4 separate regions of the Sus scrofa genome follow, and all the other regions are linked to region 4. The links are chromatin contacts, called in public HiChIP or PLAC-seq maps. All regions are on one chromosome and are shown on one strand. The core of a region is the stretch at or near the end of the contact, and the rest is flanking DNA. Distances in the headings are between cores, read along the strand shown.

Region 1 (5,305 bases), core at 2,094-4,593, 310 kb before region 4:
AGTGGCTAAGATATTTACTTAGAGTTGGTTCCTCAGCCTTTGAGACTATATTCTATCTGGCTTCCTCTTTCAAAGAGCAACACTTAATGTCTAGACTGTTCACTGACCTCCAACAGAGCTGGCTGGGCACATTCCCATGGCGCTCAGCCTCTTGGCAGAGTTTCCAGGCTGGTGGGTCACGGTGGCTCCTTCCCATGCCCTGAGAAAGGGCACAAGGACCAGATCAGCGCTGTCAGCATCGAGGGAAAATGTCAGTTTCCCCTCCCCGAGAAAGACAGGACCCATGTTCTGGAGCAGTCACAGTGAAGGGTATCATTTCAAGTGAATTTAAGTGCTGTTTACTTCTTAAATAGATTTTTTTGGGAAGAAATGAAATTTCACATTTGGCAGAGGGCTATTTCTGCTGACTTGCCTTAGGGCTCTCTGCTGGATAAAGAGTGATAGATACATATTTGCCAAGTTCTATCTCTTTTAAATACGGGCCAACACAGGCCACTAACTTACAGGAAGGGAAGTGATAGCGCTTTGGGCAGAGGGGCAGCCTGGCGGTCAGCCCACCCTCCCCGCTCCCGCGCCTCCTCTCACTCCCCCAGCAAAGAATGAGCTCTTCGTGCTCGTTTGCAGTGTTTGGGATGAGGATCGGTGGTTCTGGACTCCATGCACTCTCCCTGCAGCCCGGTTTGGGTTTTTACGGTTGCATTTTTCCACTCCCAAGAGCACAGATGCTGGAGACCGCAGACTGGCGTCCCAGCTCCTCTATCCATGAGCTCTGCGACTTTCCCAAGGCACTCAGCTTCTCTGAGCCTCACTGGAGTCGTGTATAAAATGAGACAAGTAACGTATCAACCTAAGAATTGTCGTAAGGATTGACTAGGTGGGGATCCACCTAAAATTCTTCGAGGAGTATCTCAGTACGAGGTGTCCACTCCGATTTCACTCCTGTGGTTGCTGAGAATAAGTAGAGCTTTGACGCTCTGAGCCCCACCTTCTCTTTGCTTTAAAAGAGCAGCAGTAGCAGGTAAGCTCATCGCTAGACTCGCCATCGTCAGCACTGGGGGAAAATGTAAAGAGTAACTGCGCGAAAGGAATAGACCTCGTAGGGTCTCTGATCCTTAGCAGCTCTCATTGTTAATAGTTAGAATGCGCTCGGGCTCAATATTGTGGGTTCCGGCTCCTAAAAGCAAAGCATTTCTTGAAAAAATGAAACATGAACCTTCCTAATAGTGGAATGAATATACTTTTTTTGTATCTCCAGCACACGACACGATTTTAGACAAATAGTAGACATTTAATAATGCTCGCTAATTCCTAAGGCTTGGCATGATATTATTCCTCCAAAAGCCTCCAGGAGAAGGCTTGAAACGGAAAAGAAAGGAAGAGGAAGACTCTGCCCTTTGTAAATGGGCTTGTGGCTTTTCTCTTCATTAAAAGGAGGCATTTCAGTGGACGGAGGGTTTGGGTTGGTGCTGCACAGATGTTGGCCTCCTTGCTTTCAGCGCAGTAGCCATGGAGGTAATTGCACAGAGTGAATATTGGTGATGCCTTCATCATGTTATCATTGTATATCCTTAGCCTGGGAGTCTTTGGCTTTTGGCCTTGTGATCTTGAAATGTTCCCAGGGAACATATACCTGAGGTCAAACCAAGTAGCCGTAGTTTACAGTATTAAAACTGGCTGTGGAGAACAGTCCGGGACAAGAAGTAACTCATTGCCTCTTTTTGTGTATCTTCTACCTTAAGCAAGTATCAACGAACAAATTATAATCATTTTTGATGAGGCATAATTTATAGCAAATAAAACGTGGTGATCTTTAAGGCTATAGTTCAATGACATATTCTTTCTTTTTTTAATTTAGCAGCAGAATCGGTAGCATTACCTTGTGCCTTTTGAGGTGTGGGCATTTTCATGAATTGGGCCTTACTGCTTAGGACACACTGGCGATGCCAGAGCACAGCCTTTATTCTCTCCCAGCACCTGCTGTCATTAATTGTCACTCACTGCAGAATGAACAGCACGTTTAGATCCATAGTCTGTGTAGTGTCATCATTGTGCCTGACAGTCACATTGCTAATAGGAAGGAAGGGACTTAAGGGCCAAGGTCAAGAAATAAGTCGCTCTAATCCCTTTTGAAATGGGATGATCGCTCTGCATCTGCATTTGAACAGGTTTCAAGAATAGGACCTTTGAAGTCTGTGCTTCATGCATAACCTCCCCTAATGTATGTTTTTCGATGCATTTGAAACAATAATAATTAGCAGCACCCTCCCCATCAAACAATACACCTGAAAAACAAGCAAAAAACCAAAAAAAAAAAAAAAAAAAAAACTACCCTGAGTTACAAATAAAACACAGATTTTTGTCACAGCAGTTCCAGACTGCCAGAATCACTTAATGGGGTGGCAGAAATAAAGGGATGTTGACAAATATTGCAAATTATACGTGCAAAAGGGCATTTGAGAATTTGGTATATGTGCATTTTTTGTGTGCAGGGAGGAAGGGTTGCAAACAACTACTCCGTTCAGCTCTGCAATGACCAGCTTGATTTCACTAGTTTCTCTTTCAAGTACTAAAGATATGATGGTGAAATTTTGGCTGTCAATTGTGTTTCCCTTGTGATTCTACCAAGTTTCCTTTGGGCTCCTGTATGGCTGAGTCTCAAGGGCACGATCGATGGCAGCTCTCTCTCTCTTTTTTTTTACCCGTTCTCTCTTTGGATTTTGACATGATCAAGATTGGGCTCCAGTTATACAAACAGGATTGTGGGCTTGTGCACACACAGACACATTTAATTTTACAGAATTTGCTCTGAAAGATGAGCTTGCATAGAGATTTTTATCTTGTTTTCTGAGTCTACAGCACAGTGTGCTAGATGTGAAAAGAAGCAGGAAAAAAAATTTAAAGATGAATCAATAAGAAGAATGGAGCAGAGTTTGTGTAAATTGGATCTTTGAATGGCTTACAACTCTTTTTAGAAATACGTGGAGTAGTCCGAATACTTAATTTGCCTCAATTAAGAATGATCACTCTCGCTATTGTTGCTCAAAATGGGCCCAAGTCACTCTACAATCAAGCTAATTGCAACCTCTGATTTATCGGTTGAGCTGTGTGCTTCGCCTTTGTTTTCATAAATGATCCGTACCGACCAAATAATCCTTCCCCTCTCTCTCCTCCCATGTTGACTGTTTTTCTTTATTATTTTAATTCCACACTTTGATGACTGCTGCAGCCTTCTGAAGCCTTTGCCCAAGCCAACCACTAAAGAAGGCAGCGGGTAAGGACGCGGGCGAGGCGCCGGGTTAGGGAGTCGGTGCGGTTGCTGCGCTGTGAGTCCAGAGCCAGCCCCGCCCCGACGCGCTGAGAATTTTCGGTGGCTCCACCTATTCACCCCGGCCTCAGTCCCCTGCGTTGATATCATTATTTGTCTCATTTTCCAAGTGAGACAAGGGAGGCGCCAAGAGGCTGCGAGCTTAGGCAACTCGTCGAGCTCCAGGGTGTGGGGAAGCTGGGACTCCGGCCGCAGAAATCGGGTCTCCAGTCTGGCTCTTAACCCTGCTCCGCAGCGCCCCTCTCCGGAGAGTGGGGTGGGAAAAAGCAGCCGTAAGACCCGACACCGGGCAGGAGGAGCCGGAAGGAGGATGCCCGGAATCCAGAGCCAAACGTCGCCAGGGTGTGCCCAGGGCGCCTGCTCTGCTGGGGAGGGAGGGGGCTGCGCGCCTCCCCTGTGTTCGGCGGCGATTCAGCGGCGTCAGTGGATGGGCACCATCTCGCCAACCTGCGCCTGCCCCAAGAAGCCCCCGTCGCCTAGTTTTTCACTTCCTACTCGAACTTACTAGGTCATTCATTTTTCCTGTATTGTTTATTGCCTGTCTCCTGACAGTAGAATAAATTCCAAGGTGACAGAGGTGTTTGGATCTGTCTTATTCGTGGACGTGAACTGAGACTTGCGCACGGCAGCTCCTCCAACAGACCTGTTAGGTGAATTACGAGGACAACCGTTACCGCCGCTGCCCCCACCAGCGCCACCAACACCCAGTCTCCAGTCGTAGAGTAACGACCGGAGAGTTCTAGAGCTGGAAGTGATCAGGGGTCATCTCCAGTACAGCTCCGCCTTTGTAGAGGCAGAGGTGGTGACCTGGTCAGGGGCTGAAGAACAGTCTTCTCAAAGACTTGCCTGTCTCATGCAATGAGCGGGGTAACGCTCCACTTTAAAGTGGCTGGCACTTTATTTATTTACAGCATTTGTACTGAAATGTGGTTGACTTGCAATGCAGTGTGTTAAGTTTACAGCAAAGTCATTCAGTTACATGCACACACACACATACATGTAATGCATATAGACATCTATTCTTTTTTAGATTCTTTTCCGTTATAAGCTGTTGCAGATAGTATAGTTCCCTGTGCTATGTAGTAGGTCCTTTTTGTTTATCTGTTGTTTATATAGTAGTGTGTATATTTTAATCCCAAACTCCTAATTTATGCCTCTCCTCTTCCCCCCTGTCCCCTTTGGTAACCATAAGTTTGTTTTTTATGTCTGTGAGTTTGTTTCTGTTTTGTAAAAAAGTTCATTTGTATCCTTTTTTTTTTTAAGATTCCACATGTAAGTGATATTGTATGTGTGTCTTTCTCTCTCCGACTTAACTCTCTTAGAATGAACCTAATCTCTACTGCAAATAGCATTATTTCATTCTTTTTATGGCTGAGTAGTATTCCGTTGTATGTATGTGCCACATCTTCTTTATCTGTTTATCTGTTGCTGGACACAGGTTGCTTCCAGGTTTTGGCTGTTGTAAATAGCGCTGCCGTGAACGTTGGGGTGCATGGATCTTTTTGAATTATGTTTCTCTCTGGATATAGGCCCAGGAGTGGGGTTGCCAGATCATATGGTAGCTCTATTTTTAGCTTTTTATAAGGAATTTCCATACAATTCTCCATCGTGGCTGCACCAGTTTACATTCCTACGAACAGTGCCGTAGGGTCCCCTTTTCTGCACACCCTCTCCAGCATTTATTATTCGTAGACTTTTGGATGATGGCCATTCTGACTGGTGTGAGGTGACAGCCATTGTAGTTTGATTTGCATTTCTCTACTAATTAGCGAAGTGGAGGATCTTTTCATGCGTAAAGTGGCTAGCACTTTAAATATAAGTCTTGGGAGATCCTGCACCCTGTTCTGCTCTGGGGTTGAGCCTAAGTTTAATGATCTTCAAAACCACAGACCATAAAGTCTTGCAGAACAGCCTGGATATATCGGGAAAATAAGATGCTGCTGGTGTGGGATTGCAAGATAAGCAGAGAACCCACTAGAT
Region 2 (5,947 bases), core at 3,360-5,859, 340 kb before region 4:
TCTACAATGTTCTGTCAATTTCTGCTGTACAGTATAGTGACCCAGTCATACCTATATATACATTCTTTTTCTCATATTATCTTCCATCATGTCCTATCACAAGTGATTGCATATAGTTTCCTGTGCTATTTTTTTTGATGTGTTTCAGCTTATTTATTCAATTTCTATGAGCCTCAGTTTTCTTTTTTTTTTTTAATATTTTTTTTTTAATTTTCCCACTGTACAGCAAGGGGGTCAGGTTATCCTTACATGTATACATCACAATTACATTTTTTCCCCCACCCTTTGTTCTCTTGCAACATGAGTATCTAGAGAAAGTTCTCAATGCTATTCAGCAGGATCTCCTTGTAAATCTATTCTAAGTTGTGTCTGATAAGCCCAAGCTTCAGGAGGTACTTTTAAAAGTGTGAATTGTATCAAAGTCTAAAGTTACAAACATGACAGTTTAATATAATAAATGTGGCTGTGACTGTTGAAAACCAGCAGAAACTGGAGTTCCTGCTGTGACTCAGTGGGTAATGAACCCGACTAGAACCCATGAGGATGCGGGTTTGATCCTTCCCTGGCCTTCTTCAGTGGGTTAAGTATCTGGCTGTGAGCTGTGGTGTGGGTCGCAGTGGTCGCTCAGATCTGGCGTGTCTATGGCTCTGGCGTAGGCCAGCAGCTGCAGCTCCAATTCGACCCCTAGCCTGGGAACTTTCATGTGCCACGATGCCTCCCTAAAAAGCAGTGATAATAATAATAATAAAATATCGGAAATTTAAAAAAATGGTTGTTGGGATTAGACCACTAATTATCAAGAATGGAAGAGGGTACAGCTCCCCTCCCCATTGCTTCATAAATAGAAATTGGAACGTGGTTTTCCAACAGGCTGTGATTTTAGTCCAAAGTAACTGTAAGTGCGGAATAAGAGAGGACACCAAATGAAAGGAATACGCATCTGCAGAAAATTGAATTGATTTCATGTGATTAAATTATGGGAATCTTTAAATAAGCCTTAATAACTTAGAAATATACAGTCAAGCATCAAAATACTCTCTATGAAAAAAAAAAATCACCTGATAGCAAAAAAAGTTTCTGGATACACTAAGAACCTAATTGTAGGCATTTAGCTGATGATCATTTCAAACCATTTTTTCCCTCTGGAGAGGCTATAGTTTTTTTATTTTTTAAATTTAATTAATTAATTAAAAAATTTTATTTATTTATTTAGTCTTTTTTTTTTTTTTTTTTTTTTTTAGGGCCGCACCCGTGGCATATGGAGGTTCCCAGGCTAGGGGTCGAATGGGAGCCATAGCCGCCAGCCTGCACCCACAGCCACAGCCACACAGGATCTGAGCCACCTCTTTGATCTACACTGCAGCTCACAGCAAGCCGGACTGTTAACACACTGAGTGAGGCCAGGGATCAAACCTGCGTCCCCGGGAAAGTAGTCAGATTCGTTTCCACTGAGCCACGACAGGAACTCCTTTATCTATTTTTTTTAATGACAATGCAATCATATATTCAAAATACCTCTGGAAGAGGAGTTTTTCTTTGTTTTGGTCTTGCCCTTGGGGTGCAGACCAGGGACTGAGCCCGAGGCCGTGGCCGTGACAATGCCAGGTCCTTCACCTGCTGTGCCGCCAGGGAACTCCAAAGAAGTTTGACCGGGACGCCTGTAGCGGGTCAGTGGAAAAGCAAATGCCTCTGTAGAGGGGAGGGCCTCGTGCGGCCCACCTGGTCTGGAGCCCAAGGGCGGCCACCAGCCTGGCTTCTGACTCATCCCGAGAGTGTGATGATCTTGGTCTTGGTCAAGGCTCCCCCGATGAGGCTGCCATTAGCTGTCGTTACGCGAGGGTGTCTGGTTTAGAGGATGCAACAGAACAAGAAGATGTTTCCAGACAAGTCCCCGCCTCCAGCCTGGAGGTCACTCCTGCTTTGGGCACATCCGGTGCTCTAGTCAAGCCCGGCTGGTCGCTTTCCCCGCAAACGCTGCCGCCACCCCTTCCCCCCTGCGCCTTTCCTCTTAGCCGGCACGTCTGTCTGAAAGGACTTCCCTTCCCTTTCCACCTGCCAAACGCCGTGTTGAGAGGCTGGCTGATGCGGAGTCGGGGGAGCAGGAGATGGTCGCGGCCGCGCTGGGCCGCCGCCCCTCCGTCTCCACTTCCCTCCCGCCGGCCGGGCTCGGGGCCAACCCGCCGCCTTCCCGCTCAGCTCCCGCAGCGCTTTTCACGGCTTCGTTAAATTCTCGTTTTTACAGCGATGACTGTCCGTTTGGATCCGCTAGGGAAGAAAAAACTGCCGTCTTAGTCACGCGCTTGTTCATTGCGCATGTCCTCTCCCTCCAGTTGCTCTTGTTCCACCTCGCTTTGTATGTAACATTCAGATACTGTCTTGAAGATAAATTTTATTATTAACATGAAAGTTCAAGGCCCATGGTGTGTCCGTTTTGAACTGTCTGCAAAGGGAGGTTAAAGCAAAGACAGTAACACCCAGAGCTCCCGTCGTGGCGCAGCGGTAACGAACCCCGCTAGGATCCGTGAGCATGTGGGTTCGATCCCTGGCCCCACGCCGTGGGTTAAGGACCCGGCGTTGCCATGAGCTGTGGTGGAGGTTGACAGCTGCAGATCCAATTTGCTCCTAGCCTGAGAACTTCCATATGCTGCAAAAAAAAAAAAAAAAAAAAAAAAAAAAAAAAAAAAAGTAAAAGAATCAAGGGCCTTTGTTTTTAAAAATGTCTTCAGTCAAAATAGTGATAGTGACATATCTAGTAGAAAGGAAAAGGCCTCTTATTTGACCGTCTGGTGTCACGCTCCCCGGAAGGACGCTCCGCTCCGTGTCTCACTCTGTGGGGATCTGCGTGTGAGAAGGTTGCCGGGGAGAATCACCAGTGTGAGGCCGACGCCTGGGGAGGGGGGAGGCGGGACAGGGAGGCTGTGACGTGGTCCGGGGTCTGGAGCTGGGTGTCACGTCAGAGTGGTTCCATCTCGTGTCGAGACGGCCAAGTCTTTTTACCACCATGTTGACCACAATTGGAAAAGGGTTGGCGACCTTGGGCTAGGTGTTACCCAGTCCCTGGGGAATGACTTAGCCGAGAGCCGCCAGCTGCCAACACTCCCACCAGCTGCGACCAGGGGGTGGGCTGGGGCGCCTCAGTTCTGAAGAGGGGGTCTGGGTGCCTCACCACAGCATCCACTAATGCTCCACCAATGTAGCTGGGATGCTGGCTGGTTAATGTAAAAGCTCGAAGAGGAGAATAGTAAGAAGCAATATGTACATCGGCCTAGTACTTTATTTCAACTTAAAGTGTATAAATGTGCATTTATTTGCCAGCCTTTTAAATAAAGACGCAAGGCCTTAACTGGAGCATGCACGCTCTGGTTGACCTCTTACGTCTTTGGCAAATGGCATAAGAAGGTCACTCTGGAAAGCGTCCTCTTTCAGTGCTCGTGCGTCATTGTTGTCCTTTTACACACAAATTTGCAAGCATTCCTTTTCGTGAATTGCCTTTATACGTCTTCGTCTCAGGGTTTGCTTTTATATCTTGTCACAGTGTCAATGCCTGTGTCTTAGAGTCTCGGGTAGAAGCCTTACAGGGGAAAGCGGCAGAGTATCCAGTCCGCCTCCCTTGATCTGCCCTCCAACCTCTGCAGCTCCCTTTCCTTGTTTTCACCTGGATTTGCACCCCTGGTAACGTCTCTGTTTATACTGTCATTTTTGTCATAATTTTCCAGTTCTCTATGTCCATGGGTGTCTCCTGTAGAAAGCGGTGGTCTCGTTTTCTTACGGGCCCCATTCTCTACATATGCTTCCCCTGGTGTCTTCCAAGTCCGACCATGTCCGAAAGCTGTGGTTTATATTCTTGAGCCCGTGTTACTGTCGCATGTGGCTAAGCCGTGTGCTATGTTAGGAGTGCATTCTCTTTTCTATGTAACTTTTAAGGGGTTTGGAGGGAGATAGTGATTATCAGAGACTTTCTGTGCCTCCGTTTCTTCAACTGTGAAATGCGAGTGACGGTTCCTACCTCACAGGGTGTCAGAGCTATATAAGTGTTAGTAGTTTTCACTGACTGTTTTTTTATATGCCAATCCCCAATTCATCTCAAACTTTCTAACAGAGCTGTAAATATGCGTTCAATGCACTTCATCACGTATTAAGTGCTCAATAAATGCGGAAACATACACATAGCCAATACTCATGAACAGCAAAGTAATTCCGTTGAGAGAACAATGCACTTGGCGTTAGGAGGCCTGGTTCAAGGCCTGGATCTGCCCCTGTCTAGCCGTCTGACTTTGGCCTAGAATAGTTGAATCACACTTTTATAATCTACAAATAAGAGAACTGGATTAGATAATCCCTAGGGCCTTTTCCACATTTCTCGATTCTGTTAATGAAATAAAGGATATGCAGGAGATGCCACACGTATTAAGACGGCAGTGATGAGAGCTACCACCACTTCTAGCCCCACCTCCAGAGACCTCTTCAAAACCTCGGTCAGGCAAGAGCCTGGAGGAGGCATCACTCCCGCTGTGACCTAGGAGAATTTTGCTTAGTCATGCTGGCTGAGCCCTCGTCCTCCCCTCTGGGACGCCTGGTTGTAATTTCAGGGAGCCACCACTAAAGGTCGCTCTAGGTTACCTAACGCCGTGGTCAGGAATACTCCGCGTGTCTGCCGAGCCTCAGCACTACCCTGTAGTCTGCCTACAGGCTTAGAACGACACGCTTTAAATGTTGAAACTCAAACATCAAAACACTGAGACGGAAATGAACTATTTTTTTTTTTTTTTTAAAGAAGGTGGTAACACCTTCCAGATTCTTCCGCTGGCCTCTTCCCTCCGAGGCTGTTTCTACCTATCTCGTTACTGCTGTAAACTGGGTAAACTGGAACTTGAAGGAATTCTCAGTTGAGCAATTGTTTGTTTGGCCTGAACTTTACGATTTTTGTTCCCCTCAAGATAAAAGAGATTAAGCTGCAGAAGCGAAATATGGGATTCTTTGTTTCCTGGTTCTTGCTTCTGTTGGATCTCCAAGCTTTTCTGGAATCTTAGACACTTCGTGCATTTCATTGATTTTATGAAAATGGCAAATATTTTAAGATTTCTAAAATTGTGATGCTTGGTACAGTCAATGGCAGCAGATGAGTAGCAGCACTTTTTTAGTGATATTTTATCATCAGTGATGTCTTTTATGTGATAAACACTGTATCTGATATATGATATATCCACCTTAATTTATTCGCAGACAATGCTGTGTTAAAAGTTGTTTGACAGATACACTTCTTCTTCCAGCCTTAATTTTTCAAGGAGCTCCAACTGGAAGTGAGAGCAATATTTACTGAATGTCCACCCATGTCTGAGCTCTGGGATATGCATATGTGGTTGCATTTAATCCTTTTCAGGCTATGAAGTGGGCCTTTTGCTGCCCTTTTACAGTAGAGGAGACTGAGGCCCAGAAAAGTCAGTGACGTGTCTAGTGCCATGCAGCGAGTGTGGGTCCCTGCGGAAAACAGTTTTGTATTTTGACTACAGATCTCAGATTTTAAGCCATATTATGTGGCAACTTAGGGCACGTGTCTACTCTTTGGCACGAGGTTTTTCTGACTTAGCCTGCAGAACTTAGATCTCTTTGAACAACATACAAGTACTTTCTCTTTTTAAAATATATATATTTAATTGAAGTATAGTCAATTTATAAGGTTGTATTAGTTGTGTGTGTGTGTGTATTCTTTTATTTTGCATTCTTTTCCCTTATAGGTTATTACAAAATACTGAGTATAATTCCCTGTGCTATGCCGTTGGCCCTTGTTGGTTATCTGTTTTATATATAACATACAATTGCTGTCTGACAGGCTTTAAGAATGTTAAATTCAGCCTTTAAGAACGTTGATAAGCAGCATAGAAGAGGTGTTTCTGAATTCCAGCCTTACTCATCTCTCTGATTAAAAGGGTGGAGTAAAACTCGATGT
Region 3 (5,467 bases), core at 1,482-3,981, 390 kb before region 4:
GACCTCGGGTCACAAACGGGTCTGGGCGGCGGGGAGGCGGTGCTGCAGCCGGGAGCACGGCCGCTCGCCTTCGCCTCTTCAGCCCCTGGTCACATCCCTTCCTCCCGCCCCCACTCCCCGTGCTAATGAGCGTAAGGTCCTCTTTGCCGAGGAGGTGCCCTGAGCTCCCCTCCACACACGAATTGTGTTTGGTTCGTATTAGCACCTTTCCTCCACCCCTTCTCCCTGGCACCCGGTGTCTGAGAGCTTCCTAAATGTTGGCAAGTACACTGAAAAAACACCTTCTGCCGTTTACACTGGGCAGTCCCTGCCATGCACGGCAGTGGAGGCCGGCGTTCGTCTCAGGTCCCTGGAGGAGTAGCTGTTAGGCTTTCCTGCTGCTCTTGAGCATTTGCTGTGGTTGATTTCCGTTTTCTAGGTCTGTTTGTACGCCCCGTCGGCAGTGTTCTTCTGCCCTCCTGATTCCCTCATTCAACTCCCCCCGCCTCCCACCCCCGCCCCACACCCCCTGCCCCAGGAACAGCCTCCCCCACTCCCAGCCTCGAGCACCACAGTGGTGCCTTGTTACGATCTTGAACCTACACTGATGCTCGTTATCACTCGAGGTCCGTGGCTGACATTCGGGCTCACTCTTGGTGTTGTTCATTCTATGCGTTTTGACACCTGGATGACATGTGGCCGTTGTAGTTTCATGAAGAAGCATCTCACTGCTCTGAAAGCCCTCTGTGCTTTGCCTGTTCAGGTCTCCACCCGCAACCTCCTTCAGCCACCGGTCTTTTTAGTCTCCATTGTTTTACCTTTTCCAGAAAGTCATGCAGTTGGAATAATAGATATAGAGCCTTTTCAGATCGGCTCCGTTCACCTAGTGATTTAATGCGCCTCTGCCTTTTCATGGCTCCATAGCGCATTTCTTTTTAGCACTGAACAATATTCCATGGTCTGGATGGACCACAGCTTGTTTGCCTGTTCACCTATTGAATGGGAAAAACTCGATTGCTTCCAATCTTTGGCAATTCTGAATAAAGCTGCTATAAACATCCATGTAGGCGTTTTTGCATGGACCTAAGTTTTTGACTCATTTGGATAAATGCCAAGGAGTCCGAATGCCGCGTCAGTTTTTCTTTATCCTTTTCTTCTCACGAATGACTCTGAGCCGTTGCTCCCCTGTCCTCAAGGGTCTGCTCCAATGCGCGTGTTTTCCTGTGTGCGCCTTTCTGTTCTTGGCGGGGTATCTGCTGTGTGGAGCCTCCGGCATCCCCAGAAATGACCCGTGCCCTGCTTGGAGAAGGGTAAGGAAGGAGAGAAACCCCCTGCAGCAGAGACGTGTTCAGTGCAGCAGCTAGATCTGGGCCAGTGACGAGGAAGACGCCCTGAGCTGAGTTTATGGCACCCGCGGGTTAAATTCTGTCTCCTCGTGCAGTTCTTACTGGCATCAGAAAGAGTCACTTGGGCCTTTCCCGTCACTGTGAGGGTCTGAGCGCTGAATTTAGCCTAAGGGAAGTTAAAAGTCACTGCTTTCTGGTCGTGACAGTTCCCCATGAGGGTCCTGACGGGAGACGGGAAGGAAATGAGTCTCCCTGAAGTGGAGGCGTGTATTCTCTTGCAGCCACGTTCCCTTTGCGTGGTCGTGAGAGATGCCCCGTGGCTTTCCGGAGGATGCAGCCCAAATCAAAAGTGGCCACACCGGCAAGATGAATTTAAAAGAGATGGAGGTTGATCCCAATAGTAGGGTCTTAGGAGAGCCCACTCTCGGGTTTATTTTTTTTTTCCCAGACAAACCAACCAACCAACCTGAATTAGCATTTTTATATTTTTGATACATTTTTTTAAAATGCTGTTTAATTTTTCCAGAAAGAAGGAAGTTTTAGAGACAAATATTGTTCAAAGGCTCAAAGGCGAAGTGTGTCAGACACTGACGCATACTTTTAGAGTCATCTCATTTCTGAATTTCAACCATAAAGGACCCAGAAGGACAAACTGGGTGTTTCCCCAGCGTAGGTCACATTCTGTTGCCAGAAGCTGCAGGGGACTGGCTGGCAGGTGTCTTTTTCCCTCTTAAACTTGTGTTACATTCAACAGTAGTTGGCAAACACGAGCCTTGGGCGGAGGCTCTGGGATGAACACCGTGGGTTTTTAATGCGATGGCTTTTGTTCAGAGGGTATTGGGGTCATTTAACTTTTCACTTATCCCTTTTCTTTTCCCCTCCTTGGTGGAGAGCAGCTTGTCTTACGAAAGCCTTATCTCTCCCTCTGTGTCTTATTCCCCTGTGGCCCAGGTCAGGGGTTCCCGTCCATCTTGTCTCTTGCCCTTAACTTTGATCAGTACCAGAGATGTTCCAGCGATAGAATGCACGCTCAGGCTTGTTTTGGTTAGAGCCCAGCATCTCAAACTCAAAAGAGTCAGCTTCAAGGCTGGTGTAGGCCAATGGCTTTAAGAATCCTTTTCATCAGAGAGCAAAGGTATTCACAAATCCTGTGGGAGGTGAAGCCTGAGCAGGATTGCTCAAAGCATCTGTCTTGTATTTCTGGAGCCAAGGAAAAATAATAATGCCTTCGAGTGCAGGTCTCCTTGTTAAATATTAGGTATGGTCACGGCCCATCTCCCCTGCGGTTCTCTGAGTTTCGGTAGGTCGCTTCGAGCTGGTCTTCTCGTGGGCTTTTCTAGCCTGTGACTCACACCCAGTGTTTCGGAATGACCTCTTTTCCGAGGAGAGCCCAGGAGCTTGCCCCTAATAGGAAGCGGAGGCTGGGGGAGGGTTTTCTGGGAAATGTCGCAAAGGCTCTGTGAAGCAATCCAAATGCAATGCAGTTTCTTCTCTGAACTGAAGGGAATATCAGCTCTGAAAAATTTATGGTGCTTCAGCTCAAAAAAGTTGGTCCGAATACGCTTGTGTCAGGCTGTTCTGAAGTCAACTTTGACCTTGTGTCCGCCGTTTCCTCTGAGTGGCCTTTTCTTTTTAGGTTAACTGAAGCAAAGAAAGTGTTCTGATTTGCATGAATTAAAATCTTCCATGCTTCAGAAATGCTCCGGATAGAATTTGAGAAGGAAAGAAAAATGTATCCTTTTCTTCCTTTCTTTTAACCAAGGTGATTCTCTTGGCAGAAGTTGGAAATTCACAGCTCCGTCGTGTTTTGTTTTGCCCATTTGAGTGATTTTTAAAAATGCTGAGCCAGTGTTTTAAAGCATGACTTTTTGCATAACTGCCTGGATTTGGGGCTTGTCCTGAAAAATTGCAATACCTGGGACCTAAGTATGGGTTTCTAAGGGGCAGTCATCTACTGTACGTAGCTAAGGGACTGCTGCCCCCTCTGAACAGCGCAAGGCACCCCCAGTTTACCGTTGGCTTCCTGACGCCCTCCGCCTCATGCCCGTCCTGGCTTTCCTGGCCCTGGGAGGCATTTGAGGTTTTGACCTATATTCTAGGAGATGCGGCACTTCTCTCCTGGAGGAGTTGTCAGCCTCAGGTGGCTATTTTTCTATGATCAACCCTGAGCTGTGCTACAAACATACTATTTAGTGGGTTAATTGATTAGTATTCAAACTTCTTAGCAGCATGTTAGGCTTTAGCAGTGAATTACTTTAAAGGTTCTTTGGCTTAAACTTAGTTTCTTCTAATAGATTATGATATTTAAGACTTATTTTGATAAAAGAGCATTCCATTTCAGGACTCTTCCATTTCCTGTCAGGAACTTGGCTGGCGGGACAGTGGATCTATGTTCTATTTAAGCTGAGGATAGTTTTCCTTTAAAATGAAACTTTGCACAGAAGAGAAAACCATGCACTCGCAGAACAGACTTGTGGTTGCCAAGGGGGAGGGGAGGGAGTGGGGTGGTTGGGGAGTTTGGGGTTCATAGATGCAAACTGTTGCCTTTGGACTGGATTAGCAATGAGATCCTGCTGGGTAGCACTGGGAACTATGTCTAGTCACTTATGATGGAGCCTGATAATAGGAGAAAAAAGAATGTGTGCATGTACGTATAACTGGGTCACCATGCTGTACAGTAGAAAAAAAACTGTATTGGGGAAATAACCATTAAAAAAATAATTAAAAAATCTGGAATTACAAAAAAATAAAATAAAAATAACACTGAAAATGAAAAAAAAAAAAAATGAAACTCAGGACAGGAGTCTAACCCATGACTACTAGCTTCCTACATAATGACGTTAGTCCAAGTCCAGACATTATTCCAGCTGCAAATTTTGCAAAAACACAAATATCCTCCAGCCTCAATAACAATCCTAAAACAACCAAGATGGGGAAAAATAGGAGAGAGAACTAAGATAATCACAAACGGAAGGAGTAACAAGAGAAATCTGGACATTAAAATGCAAATGAGGATTCCTCAGGGACCCAGTGGAAACAAGTGTGACTGGTACCCATGAGGATGCAGGTTTGACCCTGGATTAAGGAACCGGCACTGCCGTGAGCTGGGGTGTAGTTTGAAGACGCGGCTCAGATCCTGCGTGGCTGTGGCCGTGGTGTAGGCCGGTGGCTGCAGCTCTGATTCCACCCCTAGCCTGGGAACCTCCATGTGCTGCAGGTGCGGCCCTAGAAAGTGGGATTCTGGGAGGCTTCTTCCTGAACCGATGGTTCCAGAACCATCTGCCACAACCAGGTTCAGATCTGGAATGAGGTGAGTGAGGCAGGCAGAGTATTTAGGAAGGTGCCAAGAAACTTAGTAATCACCACAAGCACTTTAACATAATAGTTAAAAATTTTAATGCATTTTTTTATAAATCTAAATTAAGGCAAAAAAAAAAAAGCCACGATGGACAAAATGTTCTTGACGGCCAACAGGCCAAAATGTGGCCCGCACGTAGGAGTTGCTTACCTAACGCCAAGTATGGTGCTAAGCACTTTTCTTGCTTTTGTTTTTTTATATTTTTTTGGTTTTTTTGGGTTTTTTTTTTGGTCTTTTTGCCTTTTCTAGGGCCACTCCTGCAGCATATGGAGGTTCCCAGGCTAGGAGTTGAATCGGAGCTGTAGCCGCCGGCCTACACCACAGCCACAACAACTCCGGATTCAAGCTGCATCTGCAATCTACACCCCAGCTCATAGCCGCGCTGGATCCTTAGCCCACTGAGCAAGGCCAGGGACCAAACCCGCAACCTCAGGGTCCCTAGTCAGATTTGTTAACCACCGAGCCACGATGGGAACTCCTGTTGTTGTTTTTTAATTAATATACAGAACAGCGTTGTGTGCTGAGTTCTTTTAGTTCCCATCTGTCTCCGTCTTTTATAGCCAAGAAAACTGAGGCTTAAAGATGTTGAGTAATGTGCCCAGGTTACAGCTAGTAACTGACAGGGGCAGGATCCGGGTAGCTTGACTCTAGAAGCTGCTCCTGTCCGCATACCCTACTCTGCACCTCTGCTGGAGTGGCTCAGCCCCCCGGGCATCAGGGTTTGTGATGCCGAGATGCCTCCACTGTCCTGGCCTTCCTCTTGAATCAGGGATGGTTCCTGACC
Region 4 (5,777 bases), core at 3,035-5,534:
CCTGCAAGAAACCTGAAATGAAACTAATGATTGAATCACATGACAGATGACTACAGTTGGTAGAATGCAATTTTCTCTTCCTTAAGGGGCTGGTCTTTATTTGCCAGGTAATTACTGTCACTGGCATTGGAAGTTATAAAAAAGAATAAGTACATATTTAGCATCCATGATTCAGTAAGGAAGCATACTCAACAACTTGAAGCTTGGTTTCTCGAATGGAAGCAAATGGCAGCAGCAGACTTTTAAAAGAGGTCACATGCATATGTATTCCTTCTCTCTGTCTCTCTGTCTCTGTCTCTGTCTGTCTCTCTCACACACATGCACACTCGCACACACAGACTAGTTGTTGTTTGAATAGGATGTAGGACCCCCCTGCATCCTATTGCATACATTTCCCGTTTATATTTTGCTGCTTTTGCTCACTAGCTGAGTCCTCCACGGTGCATTCCTCTACCTCTTTCCTAAAAAATCATTTTTTAAAAAGGTATCATAGGAATTTTTCTCTGGATATGCTAGTAGAGCATTGGTTCGGACACTTAGCTGCATGTCAGAATCACTTGGGGAGCATTTATCATGACCTTTAGGACAGACGACCAAAGAGACATTTCAAAGTTGTAGATTGTTAATGTACTCAAGCGGATGGAAGCAGAAAAAGCAAGGGAAGTGGGGATGAGGAATTTATTTTCAGTTTATTTTTATCGAGGTATAATTGACCTGTAACATTATGTTAGTGTCAGGTATACAACGTAATGAGTCAGTACGTGTATATTTTGCAGAATGATCACCATAAGGCTGGTGAACATGTCACCTTCCATAGTGACAACATTTTTTTCTTGTGATAGCTTTCAAGATCTGCTCTCTTAGGGACTTTGAGATACACAATACAACTCTAATAACTGTAGTCGCCATGCTGTACTTGACAACCCACAACTCAGGTATTTCGTAACTGGAAGTTTCCGCCTTTCAACCCGCCTCACCCATTTTGCTCACCCCCAGTGAGAGATTTAAAAGAGCCCTCGATTCGGCTTCACTGCTTCAAATTCCCAAAAAAGAGGCCTTCTCTTTGCGTGGATACCCATAACGCTGCGTGGAAGACAGGTTCTTTGAAAGCTCAGTTTTTTAAACATTGGGGTATCGCACTAGTGACTTTAGGGTGGTCTGTGACTATAGAGAGGGGGAAAGGCCATCGAATGGACCGGTTCACAGAACTCGGTGAGTCTACACCAGACAGAGACGAAGGAAAGAAAGGAGGCTGTGTGTGCCTTTGGAGCCCTGCTCATTTCCGGACGTGTTTGTCATTTTCCTCGGCTGAAGTGTGCCGGTGTCTGTTCACTGGAAGTTTTGTAACATGCCCCGGTAAACCAGATTAGCTCTGTAAACATGTTCAGATGATCTCAGAAAAGGATATTGTGGTACTTTGGGAAAAGGAGCTGATTAGTCAGTGACGCATGAGCGCAGGGCTTTCACCCGTAAATTCGCTGGACCGTCCCCCTTTGGAGCTTTTAACCTAAGGACACGTTGGCGCTGAAGCAGGCTGCGCGCCTCTCTGATTCGGGCATCACAATCTGCCCAGAAGGAGAAGCGTGCGTTTGGCAACTTCCGACCTGGAAGGACTGCCTACCTGACAGCATGACCATTGTGCCCTAGGGCTTGGTTGATTGTGGAGCTATTTCTTGGGCTTACCTATTTGAAAGGTTAAGAGATGGACATTTATCTGTACTGCACACACTGCTTTTAAAACCAGTTTCTCACGTGTCGTGGCTGTAGCGCGATGTGGTAACAAGCAAGTGGCAGCTGATGGTAGCATTACGGGGGAGTTGCCGAGTGTAAAGGTTGGCGGTGGCTGTTAGCACTGCCTCACGAATGCGGAGGAAATGGGCACGAGCCCAGTGGAGATCAGACACCAAAGGGAATCTCCGCTGCTTTTCTTGTTACACGTGGAAGTCAGGAAGCTGGGGGGTGAGCGGGAAGTACTGGTGTGTTTCTACAGGTAGCTGTCTGTGCCCTTGGTGCACCAATGACATTGGGAAGGATGAAAGTGGGGCAGTGAGGAAGGTGGCCCTAAAGAAAAAGTGTTAGGAAAAGGATGCTCTGACTTGAGATGACCGCACTGGAACCCACCAGAGGAAAACCAGTACATTCCCGTGTCAGCTCGGAGAACACTGGCCGTATGTGGTTCCTGTGGTACCGGCTCATCCAAACGTCCCTGCAGTGTTGTCCTGGCCCAGTTCGAATGGTGCTGTCTAGAGCCTCCTGAGAAAAGAGCTAACTCTTACAGGTCTGAAAAGATACCTTGTGTGAAAGCGTCTCTGTTCACGTGTTGGAGGGGAGCGCCGACTGCCCTCGTCAAGGTGCTTCTCTCCAACATCAAGGCGACATCGTTGGAGCCCAGAGTTTGCACCGTGGTGCCCGTAGGCCCGCCGGGCGAGGCGTTAACCCTTTGCTTATCCCCTGGCAGACGTACAGGAAGAATGTGCAGCAGATGATGCAGTGTCTGATCCGCAAGCTCGCCGCGCTCAGCCAGTACGAGGAGATCCTGGCAAAAATCAGCTCCACGTCTACAGATCGGCTCACGGTCCTCAAGGCCAAGCCACAGTCCATACAGAGGGGCGTCCTCACCATCTGCAGTGACCCCTACACGCTGGCCCAGCAGCTGACTCACATAGAGCTGGTGAGGCCATTGGCGTCCTCGTCCCTTAGCACCCAGACTCGCTCTGCCTCGGCACCCGGGCGGTGTGTTGTCAGCAGGCAGCTCAAGGGAGGCTTTAACCCAAGTGGGAAGCAGTCTGTGAAATCGCTGGAACGTGTGTTGTTTAGACATTTGAGTATGAATCTCTCTGGGATTCTGGGAATTTGCTTGAAGATAAATACTTAGCGAGACTGAAGAGCAAAGGGTTTATTGACCCTGCTCGTCTTCCCCCCCTCATTAATTTTCCCAGCTCTCTCAGCCTTTCCCCCTCTGCTGGGTGTGGCGTTGACCCGAGCAGAAAACCGCCTGTGCTCAGACCTTGCGGATGGCGACTTTGGCGCTGAGGGTTCGAGGCTCATTTTACCGGCTGCGTTTACAAAGGAGGGTAGCGTCACTAGATGGAGTGGAAAGACTGTTTCTTCTCCTTGCCTTTAATACCGTTGACCTGTTGCGTTTGTGTTTCAGGAGAGGCTGAATTATATTGGCCCAGAAGAATTCGTTCAGGCGTTTGTGCAGAAGGACCCTTTGGACAATGACAAGGTAATTGGTCTGCCTAGCGGTCAGCCCGACACTGGAAGTGGAATTCTTTAACCTATGATAGTGGGTAGAGAGATGGAGGTTGGAACAGTTTTGGTTTATGTTTTAAAATTAGGGAGTTCCCACTGTGGCTAAGTGGCTTAAGACCCTGACTCATATCGGTGAGGACCCAGGTTCAATCCCCAACCTCATTCATGGGCTAAAGATCCAACGTTGCCACGAGCTGAGGCATCAGGCCTTGGATGGATCCGGCATGGCTGTGGCTGTAGTGTAGGCTGCCAGCTGCAGCTCCAATTCAGGCCCTAGCCTGGGAATTTCCATATGCCACAGCTGTGGCCTTAGAAAGATACATAAATAGTAAATAAATAAATAATCAGAAGGGTTTTTTCCTTTTCGTTAGCCATGACTGATTCGTTGCATTTTTCTCGAACTTGGGATCCAAGTTCCTTGACAATATTCTTACCCTTTCACCAGCTTTTAGCCTCTTCTTCCTCTTTGTTGGGAAATTTCATAAGCAAGTAGACGCAGGCGTCTGTAGCGATGAAGATAGGCGATAAAAGGGTAATGGTTTTAGCAGACTAAGCCAGAAAGCAAATTGGGGAGAATGCTCTGTGTGTGACTCAACCGTAAGAGGGCCGGGAAGGCAGGAGACACACCCGGGGCTCTGAAGACAGGTCTTTAAGGCCTCTTGTTTCAAGGGAAATCCCTCCTGACAGGTTTATTGCCTGAGTGCAGCCCACACGTAAAGACCGCGTGGACTGTAAAATCGGTGTACACACAGAAGAAAATTTCCCCCCACTGACCTTCAGAAGTCTTTCAAATTATTGGGCAAAGTCTACAGGACCCGCTCCTGAGAGCCCCCCCCCCCCCCGTTGGGCGGAGGGGCAGCAGCTGTGTTCCGTCCTTAGAATAGTTTCACTCGGCCAGGAAGCAGAAGATTAGATTTTGCAATAGGAGGCTAGTGGCCTTTTCTGTTTGTTTGTTTCGTTTGGAAGGAAGGAAAGAGGGGTGTGATTAGCCTGTGCAGACTTGACCTTGAGCTGCCAGATGAGCTTAACGTCTCGCTTGTGAACAACGTGTCCCTGCCCTCCGAGGACCAGGACGGTAGAGACTAACGTTTATCTGCCTTGGAGGCATCTCGTTTCTCTACGCAACGTTCCAAACTTCTGTCCTAAGCTTCGTTTTAAGAGAAAACATTCCTGCCCTCTGCACGCCCAGCGTCTCCTTGCTGGGTGGATGCCAGTCGGTGTTCACTGATGAGTCCGGGTTGTTTTGGAAGGCAGCCAAGAGCCCCCTTTTATTTTTGAATGGTGCTTCTGAGGGCAGTGCCCACCCTGAGCAGCTGCGTTTCCCGGGGGAGAAGGGCCCTGTCAGGACGGCCGCAGAATAGGTTTCCAAGCCCCCCCACTTCCTGTCGCTGCCCACCCCGTCGCCCTCTGGGCCGCCTTCCTGATCTCCAGACTGAGAGTAAAGGCCCACGTCTGACGAGAGCGAGAGGCTTCTCCTTTTTTCCTCCAACTCATCTGCTCACTCGACGTTCTCTCTAGAGTTGCTACAGTGAACGGAAGAAAACACGCAGCTTGGAGGCTTACGTGGAGTGGTTTAACCGCCTCAGCTACTTGGTTGCCACGGAAATCTGCATGGTGAGAACATGCCTTTTGCCTTTGCTCAAGCTCCCTGTAGGGTGTTTTCATTCGGGTCTCACCTCTGCGGCCCGCACGTCGGATAACTGCCCTCCCTTTCCATTTGCTCTACAGCCTGTAAAGAAGAAGCACCGAGCAAGGATGATCGAGTATTTCATTGACGTGGCTCGGGAGTGTTTCAACATCGGCAACTTTAATTCCTTGATGGCAATAATCTGTGAGTCCCTTGTTTTTGTAGGTCCTGTGAAATGCCGCCACTAAAAACGTACAAATAATGCAGCTTGGTTCATGAAAACGGTACTCTTTAAGCGAGACTTGTTTCAGAATGTTCAGGATGCTTTTATGTAAAAACATCCGTACAAGTCGGTATAATTTTTTTTAAGCACACAAGAATTCATGGAATACATTTAGTCAGTTTATCCCTGTCTGATTATTTATCTATAAAAGCTTATAAGCGAGAGATGTATCTAACGTTCCCCGAACATTTACCTTTAAGAGCTTAAAGTGAGATATTTGTCTAAGTTAGGGCTTTGGAAAGTGCTTAGGCAGCTTGTGTGTTAAGCATCACGGAAATACATGATCTGAGACTAAATCAGATGATCCCGTCAGGAGGACCAGAGGGTGGCCTGAGAAACAGAGACATTTTCTGAGCACCTGTGTTCCTAGGAGCGCTTATCACCCACTGGCCTTATCAGCCTCGTGTATAAACTTTGCTCTCCCGCCATCATGGGGATTTTAATGCCGGTGACCACTCGTTCTGTACACATAGGGCATATGGGGTGACGCTGTGCCTTGGTTCTGCCAGTTTCTGTCTGTTTTCTTGCCGTAATTACTGATAATGACTTATTTAAAATATCCTGGTTTATATGATAAATGATTAGCTGTCCTATACATTGTAGGTACTCAGG

The links. HiChIP or PLAC-seq counts read pairs in DNA pulled down with a chosen protein or histone mark.
Region 1: a contact with region 4 is called in an H3K27ac HiChIP or PLAC-seq map of alveolar macrophages. The contact joins two enhancer-like sites. A contact is called at or near these places in 1 of 47 Hi-C or Micro-C datasets (retroperitoneal adipose tissue) and 1 of 2 datasets of contacts at active chromatin or transcription factors (alveolar macrophages).
Region 2: an H3K27ac HiChIP or PLAC-seq map of alveolar macrophages shows a contact between it and region 4. The contact joins two enhancer-like sites. A contact is called at or near these places in 1 of 5 promoter capture datasets (liver), 8 of 47 Hi-C or Micro-C datasets (brain, embryonic fibroblasts, liver and 4 more) and 1 of 2 datasets of contacts at active chromatin or transcription factors (alveolar macrophages).
Region 3: an H3K27ac HiChIP or PLAC-seq map of alveolar macrophages shows a contact between it and region 4. The contact joins two enhancer-like sites. A contact is called at or near these places in 1 of 47 Hi-C or Micro-C datasets (liver) and 1 of 2 datasets of contacts at active chromatin or transcription factors (alveolar macrophages).

What each region holds. Positions count from the first base shown.
Region 1 is chr8:136,262,443-136,267,747 of Sscrofa11.1, forward strand. It overlaps a transcript of RASGEF1B not described here. Among named protein-coding and RNA genes, the nearest start is that of RASGEF1B, 290 kb to the right of the region's middle. Within about 2 kb of position 3,344, at least 12 of the 83 cell types and tissues checked have an H3K27ac peak or open chromatin away from gene starts, as enhancers often do. A contact at or near this core is called in alveolar macrophages and retroperitoneal adipose tissue, where this site is marked.
Region 2 is chr8:136,234,817-136,240,763 of Sscrofa11.1, forward strand. It overlaps a transcript of RASGEF1B not described here. Among named protein-coding and RNA genes, the nearest start is that of RASGEF1B, 320 kb to the right of the region's middle. Within about 2 kb of position 4,610, at least 12 of the 83 cell types and tissues checked have an H3K27ac peak or open chromatin away from gene starts, as enhancers often do. A contact at or near this core is called in alveolar macrophages and liver, where this site is marked.
Region 3 is chr8:136,186,685-136,192,151 of Sscrofa11.1, forward strand. It overlaps a transcript of RASGEF1B not described here. Among named protein-coding and RNA genes, the nearest start is that of HNRNPD, 340 kb to the left of the region's middle. Within about 2 kb of position 2,732, at least 6 of the 83 cell types and tissues checked have an H3K27ac peak or open chromatin away from gene starts, as enhancers often do. A contact at or near this core is called in alveolar macrophages, where this site is marked.
Region 4 is chr8:136,574,652-136,580,428 of Sscrofa11.1, forward strand. It overlaps RASGEF1B (RasGEF domain family member 1B), which reads left to right. Exons shown (of 14, transcript NM_001195367.1): 5 at 2,459-2,671; 6 at 3,155-3,229; 7 at 4,774-4,869; 8 at 4,984-5,086. Among named protein-coding and RNA genes, the nearest start is that of RASGEF1B, 21 kb to the left of the region's middle. Within about 2 kb of position 4,285, at least 18 of the 83 cell types and tissues checked have an H3K27ac peak or open chromatin away from gene starts, as enhancers often do. A contact at or near this core is called in alveolar macrophages, liver and retroperitoneal adipose tissue, where this site is marked.